2 separate regions of the Mus musculus genome follow, and region 1 is linked to region 2. Evidence: chromatin contacts called from public Micro-C data. All regions are on one chromosome and are shown on one strand. Each heading gives the region's core, a stretch centred on a gene start, on an enhancer-like site or on the middle of the called end of the contact. The rest is flanking DNA. Distances are from core to core; before and after follow the strand shown.

The links. A called contact is a pair of places that touch in the nucleus more often than the background predicts.
Region 1: a Micro-C map of granulosa cells shows a contact between it and region 2, with 4 times the contacts expected there. The contact joins two enhancer-like sites. A contact is called at or near these places in 3 of 39 promoter capture datasets (the SN4741 cell line, cranial neural crest and liver), 4 of 15 datasets of contacts at CTCF or cohesin (CD8 T cells, the NIH/3T3 cell line and pro-B cells), 139 of 484 Hi-C or Micro-C datasets (the 3T3-L1 cell line, 3T3-L1-derived adipocytes, the 63-12 cell line and 90 more), 44 of 115 datasets of contacts at active chromatin or transcription factors (the 230-238 cell line, CD4 T cells, CD8 T cells and 33 more) and 5 of 9 other capture datasets (adipose tissue, embryonic stem cells, embryonic tail and 2 more).

What each region holds. Positions count from the first base shown.
Region 1 is chr17:80,167,447-80,170,285 of GRCm38.p6, reverse strand. The region is part of intron 4 of Galm (galactose mutarotase); the gene reads right to left. Among named protein-coding and RNA genes, the nearest start is that of Gm51284, 26 kb to the left of the region's middle. Within about 2 kb of position 1,370, at least 159 of the 459 cell types and tissues checked have an H3K27ac peak or open chromatin away from gene starts, as enhancers often do. A contact at or near this core is called in granulosa cells, where this site is marked.
Region 2 is chr17:80,046,882-80,049,788 of GRCm38.p6, reverse strand. Hnrnpll (heterogeneous nuclear ribonucleoprotein L-like) reads left to right here. Exons shown (of 13, transcript NM_144802.4): 5 at 928-1,024; 6 at 1,109-1,181. Among named protein-coding and RNA genes, the nearest start is that of 4933407O12Rik, 14 kb to the left of the region's middle. Within about 2 kb of position 1,383, at least 2 of the 459 cell types and tissues checked have an H3K27ac peak or open chromatin away from gene starts, as enhancers often do. A contact at or near this core is called in granulosa cells, where this site is marked.

The DNA.
Region 1 (2,839 bases), core at 121-2,620, 120 kb before region 2:
AAAAAAAAGAAAGTATATATTTTTATATCCACCTCAGGCCTGCAATTTTATTTTTGAAACAGTCTAATAATTGAATTTTATTTTTCTGTGTACAGGTATCTCTTGCCTGTCTGTTTGTCTGTGTACCACGTGTGTGCCTCCTGAGTTCTCAGCTTCCTCAAATGAAGCACCCGGTGATACTTATTTGAAAGGGTTGTTCAGGGGTTAGGAAGCACTCAGCTGGTAGACTAGTCATCTAGCCTGGGGTATATGAGACAGCTTCAAAATAAGTAAGCAAAGAAAACAACAGCCAGGATGTGGTATAGCGTATCTGTGATACCAGCGTGCCAGGCATATACATATTTAACCTCACACTCGGGGATGGGGGGTCGGGGTAGAGACAGGCAGATCTCTTCAAGTTTGGGGCCAGCCTGGTTTTGTTTTTTAAGACAGAGTCTCCCTGTGTGGCTCTGGCTGTCCTGGAACTTGCTCTGTAGACCAGGTTAGCCTTAGACTCAGATCTATTTGCTTCTGCCTCCTGATTAAAGTCCTTTGCCACCGTCACCCTGCATAGGCCAGCTTGGTTTAAGTAGCATGTTCAAGGCCAGTTGGAACTATACAATAAGACTCTCTCCAGAACCAAATTTAAATAAATATTAAAAAAAGAAAAAAAAGCCAGGCGGTAGTGGTGTAAACACTTACTCCCAGCTACACTTACTCGGGAGGCAGAGGTGGATCTCTTGAGTTCAAGGCCATCCTGGTCCACAGATTGAGTTCCAGGACAGCCAGGGCTAAAACAGAGAAACCCTGTCTTGAGAAACCAAAAGGAAGAAAAATGAAAAGCCTTTTCAATACTTTGACCCGGTGGACAATGAGCAAGGTGATATCCTTCCCCAGGGACACCCAGCTGCTGCTGAGCTCTGGGATCCAGATGTGATGCCTTCCAGCTGTGACACCCCAGGATTACTGGGGTGTGAGACAAAAGCAGCGAAGCTGGGTGTCGACTTGCGGAATACTCTGTGATATTGGGTTATTTTTTTCTTCTTTCTTTTAAAACTTTTAATTTTGAGACAGCGTCTCATATCGCCCAGGCTGCCCTTGAGCTTGTACAGCTGAGAAGGCTGACCTTTTCTAAGCCTGCCTCTACCACCTGTGCTGAGGTCATGGGTGTGGCCACCACGATTGGTTTTATGCAGTACCGAGGATGGCCCAGAGACCTCATTCATGCTCTGTGGCATTCAACCAACTGAGCTTCATCCCCACCCATTTGTGTCTTAATAGAACTTTCAGCTAGCCTGATTTAAGGAAACCGCTGGCTGAAAGCCATTAGCTGAAGACTGACTTGAGGAACACACGTTTAGTGATGGAGCCCACGAATGGCGTGCTAGAGGGAGGAGGGAGAACACAGGGAGCTACTGTCCACTGGAGACCATAGAGGAGCTGGGGAGAGCAACAGAAGGGGAGAAATGGTGCCAAAATGAGAAAGCAACATACGCTCCTGCAGGCTAGCTGGAGCTTTGTTGATAGCTGCTTGGAAGGAGACTCAAGGACCACCAGCAGCAGCAGAACATGCCTCACCTACGGGCTTGTGAGAATCACGGACCCAGTAGCTCAATCAGAGAATGCGGAGGCAGAATCTGTATTTAACGACCTCCCCAGTGATTGGTATGCACAGACCTGAGCACTGAGGCGCTGCTACACAACGGGAAAAAAAAAGATAGAGGGAAGAAAAGCTGGCAACAGGAAGCACTCCCGAGCAGAATTCTGGTCTCCATGGGGACGGCCCAGCTGTGCTTACAGCCCAGCTGCTCCAATTACGTCTGTCTCTTTAGCTAGTCAGGTTGGGAATAGCCAGAAAGATTTGCATGAGGAGGCCTGCAGTAATGGGGCTCCTGGGCACAGGTATTCGTCTGATATCTAATTAAGCCATCTTGGTTAAGTCATCTCCTGAATGGCAGTTATTATTTTAGGAAGCGACATAAAGAGGATGATAATGAAAGGTGACACCCTGGGTGGGAATTCTTACTTCATTCCAGCAGCCAACAAGGAAAAGCACCTTGGGACTTTCCTGTAGAGGTAGCATTTTGGAAACATTTCACAGACCCCTCGGTCTCAGCACTCCTCTGCACTTTTCCTCTGCTGTCTGGTTGTGTTGATGATGTCATTCCGATACCATGTGGGTGGGTCCCGCTCTCCCCAATCTCTTTCTCACTCCACTGAGGGCTTTCTGATTTTTTTGACTCTGACTCAAAGGAAGGAGGGTGTCGCTTCCAGATATGACGTGACATCCACAGCAGGAAGAGCTGAGCTGAGCCGCAGGTCACTTTCAGATGAGAGGGCAATTCTTCATGGTTAACCCACATAAGGCATTTCCTGACAGTGTTTTTCCATCTTAGATGGCCATCAGCACTGAACACAGGGATTTGCCATTAGTTAAGAAGTTCACTCTGCCGTGGCTCTCTGCCCAGCTGTGGCCTTCATGCCTTCTGGCTGTACCGCAGGTGTGAGGTTCCAGATAGGTCTGATCTTCTCCAGAGACCGCCAGGTCCCTGGTGTCACCGTATTTTCTTACTATGTATCCTACCATCCTTCACATCCTTTGATACTTATGAAAGACCCATTGTCTACAGCCTAAGCTACTGGCTTAGTGACCTTTCTTGACCTGTCTAACACTCTGACCTCCTGCCCTTGGATCTGACAGAAACCCTAACTGTGGGCCAATCCACGTTCTTTGTCCAGACTTCTGAAAGAACCAGGAGAAAATTCACAGACTGAGGCTATTCACATTCATCATTTGGATTCCCCAAGTTCTCCCACAACCATTTCAGTTCTCAAGTCAGTTTCCCTCTCCCTTAAAACC
Region 2 (2,907 bases), core at 134-2,633:
TGTGTTACTGATGTATAGAAGTGTTTGTAATTCATATTGATATCTTTTTTTTTTTTCTTCTTGAGCATTTTTAGGCAAGTGTTGTATTTTCATCTTAGAGCAGTCTTAAGTTTGTTGTCTTATTTTGAGCTAGGATCTTGTATAACTCTGACTGGCCATTAGTTCAGAGATGGGCCATTTCTGAGTACTGAGATTAAAAGTGTGCACCACTGGGCTGGAGACATGACTCAGTGGTTAAGAGCACTGACTGCTCTTCCAGAGTTCAATTCCCAGCAACCACATGGTGGCTCACAACCATCTGTAGTGGGATCAGATGCCCTCTTCTGGTGTGTCTGAAGACAGCAACAGTGTATTCACATACATAAAACAAATAAATCTATGAATTTAAAAAAAAAGAAAAAGAGGCAACCCTGACAGGGTCCACATTTTTTTTTTTTAAAAAGTGTATACCACTGTGCCCTGCTTAAAAGATGAAATTCTAGTACTTATAGGGGAATTTTACTATTTTGATAACTTTGTACCATAAAATAGTCCCCTAAAGTACTGAGGGTTGAGACCATTGGCTCCACGCGCTCGTCCAAGCACTCTGACAACTGTGTTACTTCCTTGGCCCTGTTCTTTAAGAGTAAAATAATTTTCTGTTTCATAGTTATAGATTGCCCTTCACTGGGGGATAGAACCTCCTTCGTTCTCTACTTTATAGACCTTCTAGTGATTTGGAAGGGTTAATGTGGGCATGTTGATCATGTTATATTTTCTGTGTTATTCTCAATCTTTAAATCTTTATTAAATAAAGATTTACTTAGAAATTTTATTTGGGAAAACATTCTCAGAAACACAGTGTTGGGTTATCTTTTTAGTTCATTAGGAATGAAACACAACTAAATTTAGGAATTCTTCAGCCACATTTCCTTAATGAAGCCTTACGTTTGAGTCAGTCCTTTGCGCCCAGAAGGCTAAAGCAGCACTCAATGGAGCTGATATATATGCCGGATGTTGCACACTAAAAATTGAATATGCAAGGGTAAGCATTTCTTTCGACAGTCTACCAAAGGAATATTTATACTTGGGTATTCAATTTAAACTTACTTATCTTCACTTTCCACAGCCAACTCGTCTAAATGTTATTAGGAATGACAATGACAGTTGGGACTACACTAAACCTTATTTGGGAAGACGAGGTAGGTATTTTACGAATTTTAGAATGTACTGAGATCTGCTGAGAAACTTTACAAGCAGTCGCATTCTTTTTTTTCTGAGATGAGCTAGTTAATTAAAATGAAAATCTTGTTGAATGCTTTTGTTACAAAAGTCCGTGTAATGCTGGAAATTAACCTTGGACATTAGTGCCCCCTACTGGTACCTGCTGAGCTTATTTATATTTAGTTCAACAAGGAGCCCTCACATACAGGCACGCCCGCAGTTCAAGGACTTGCATTTCTCCAAGCAGCTCTCTCTCTTTGGAGGAGAGGAAACTGATTCAGAATATTCCTTACAAACTGCAAACTTGCACACTGCTTCTCTATGGAAAGGACTTTTCCCCCAAGCTGGACGAGGCATTCAGAAGGCTAGAGGACTCCGGCAGGCTGACTCTACACTTCATCATGCACAACACCGGCATCAGCAAAGCCCTCTGAAAAACTCAGACTTGCAATTCACCTTGACTGCATACTACATGCATCATCAGCCCAAGTTTGTAAAGGACGACATTTAACAGTACTTCAGACTTGCATGGGATGAACACCATGATAGACTGTGCCCATTTATTCAAGTTGTATGTATACTGATCGGATTTCCCTTAAGGTTCCAGTTGTAGAGTTTTTATTTATGAAAACTAGACTTTATGTAATGTTGTAAAGTTTACTGCCCATTGATGTAACTGTATTCAGCTTAGATTTTAAATTGTTAATTGGTTTTTAACCAGGGGTCAGTTTATCTACACACCTTGGGGATTGATAATGCTTAACCAATTCACACAGACGTTAAAGATCTGTGGGTAGAAAGGTGTGGTTTGTCTGAGGATAAGCTGGTCAGTGGTGTGAAGCACGCGCTTAGTGTGAATCCACCCTGTGTTTGATCCTCAGCACAAAAAAGTACACATTGTGGCATATAAGTTTACTTTGTTATTGTTTTTGTTTTTCCCTAATTATGAACATGAACAGAGGGTCTAACAAAATGAAAAGGTGCATTATATGTAAAAGATGTTTTTCTGTGTGGTTTGATTTTTGTAAGTGGTTGTTTATAAGTTGTCACATTTTGTAACAAAGGGTTTTTTTACTTATGTTAATTTGTGTAACCAGAAAATTTGACATTTCAAATATAGGTGAAAATAACGTGTCCTTTTCAAGATAGAATATATCTAAACTTGATAAATCTGAATATTAAGAGCATTTCATTTGAAATGCATTTCCACCAGTAGCCTATAAATGCTAAATTTCACAAGCATAGGTTTCACTGATAAATTGTTAAGTAACTGGTAATTTTGAAATATACAAATTAAAATGTCAATCTTGTAAAAACAAGGGGGCTTCAGTATTGGCTACATTCCAGCTACAGTATTAACAGTGGACTCCATATTAGAAAAACCCTAGGTGGGTGTCTGTAAAGTTAGCTAGAAACCACCGTCCAGAATACCTTGAGCAGTGCTTGACGGTACGTGTGCTTAGCCGAAGGAAGGAGAGTGAGACACAGTGTTCACACAGATACTACGATTGACTACTTTTGCTCTCAGTTTCCAGGAAACCATTTCATCTTATGCATGCAATTGTAAATAGGCTTGTTTCATAAAATGTATTTTTGTTAGACCCCCATTTTTGATACTTATGGAAATTTGCTTGGTTTATGCTTGACGCAGTTGGATCCAATACTGGAAACCAAATCCTTAGGAACTCAAACAAGAGGACATAT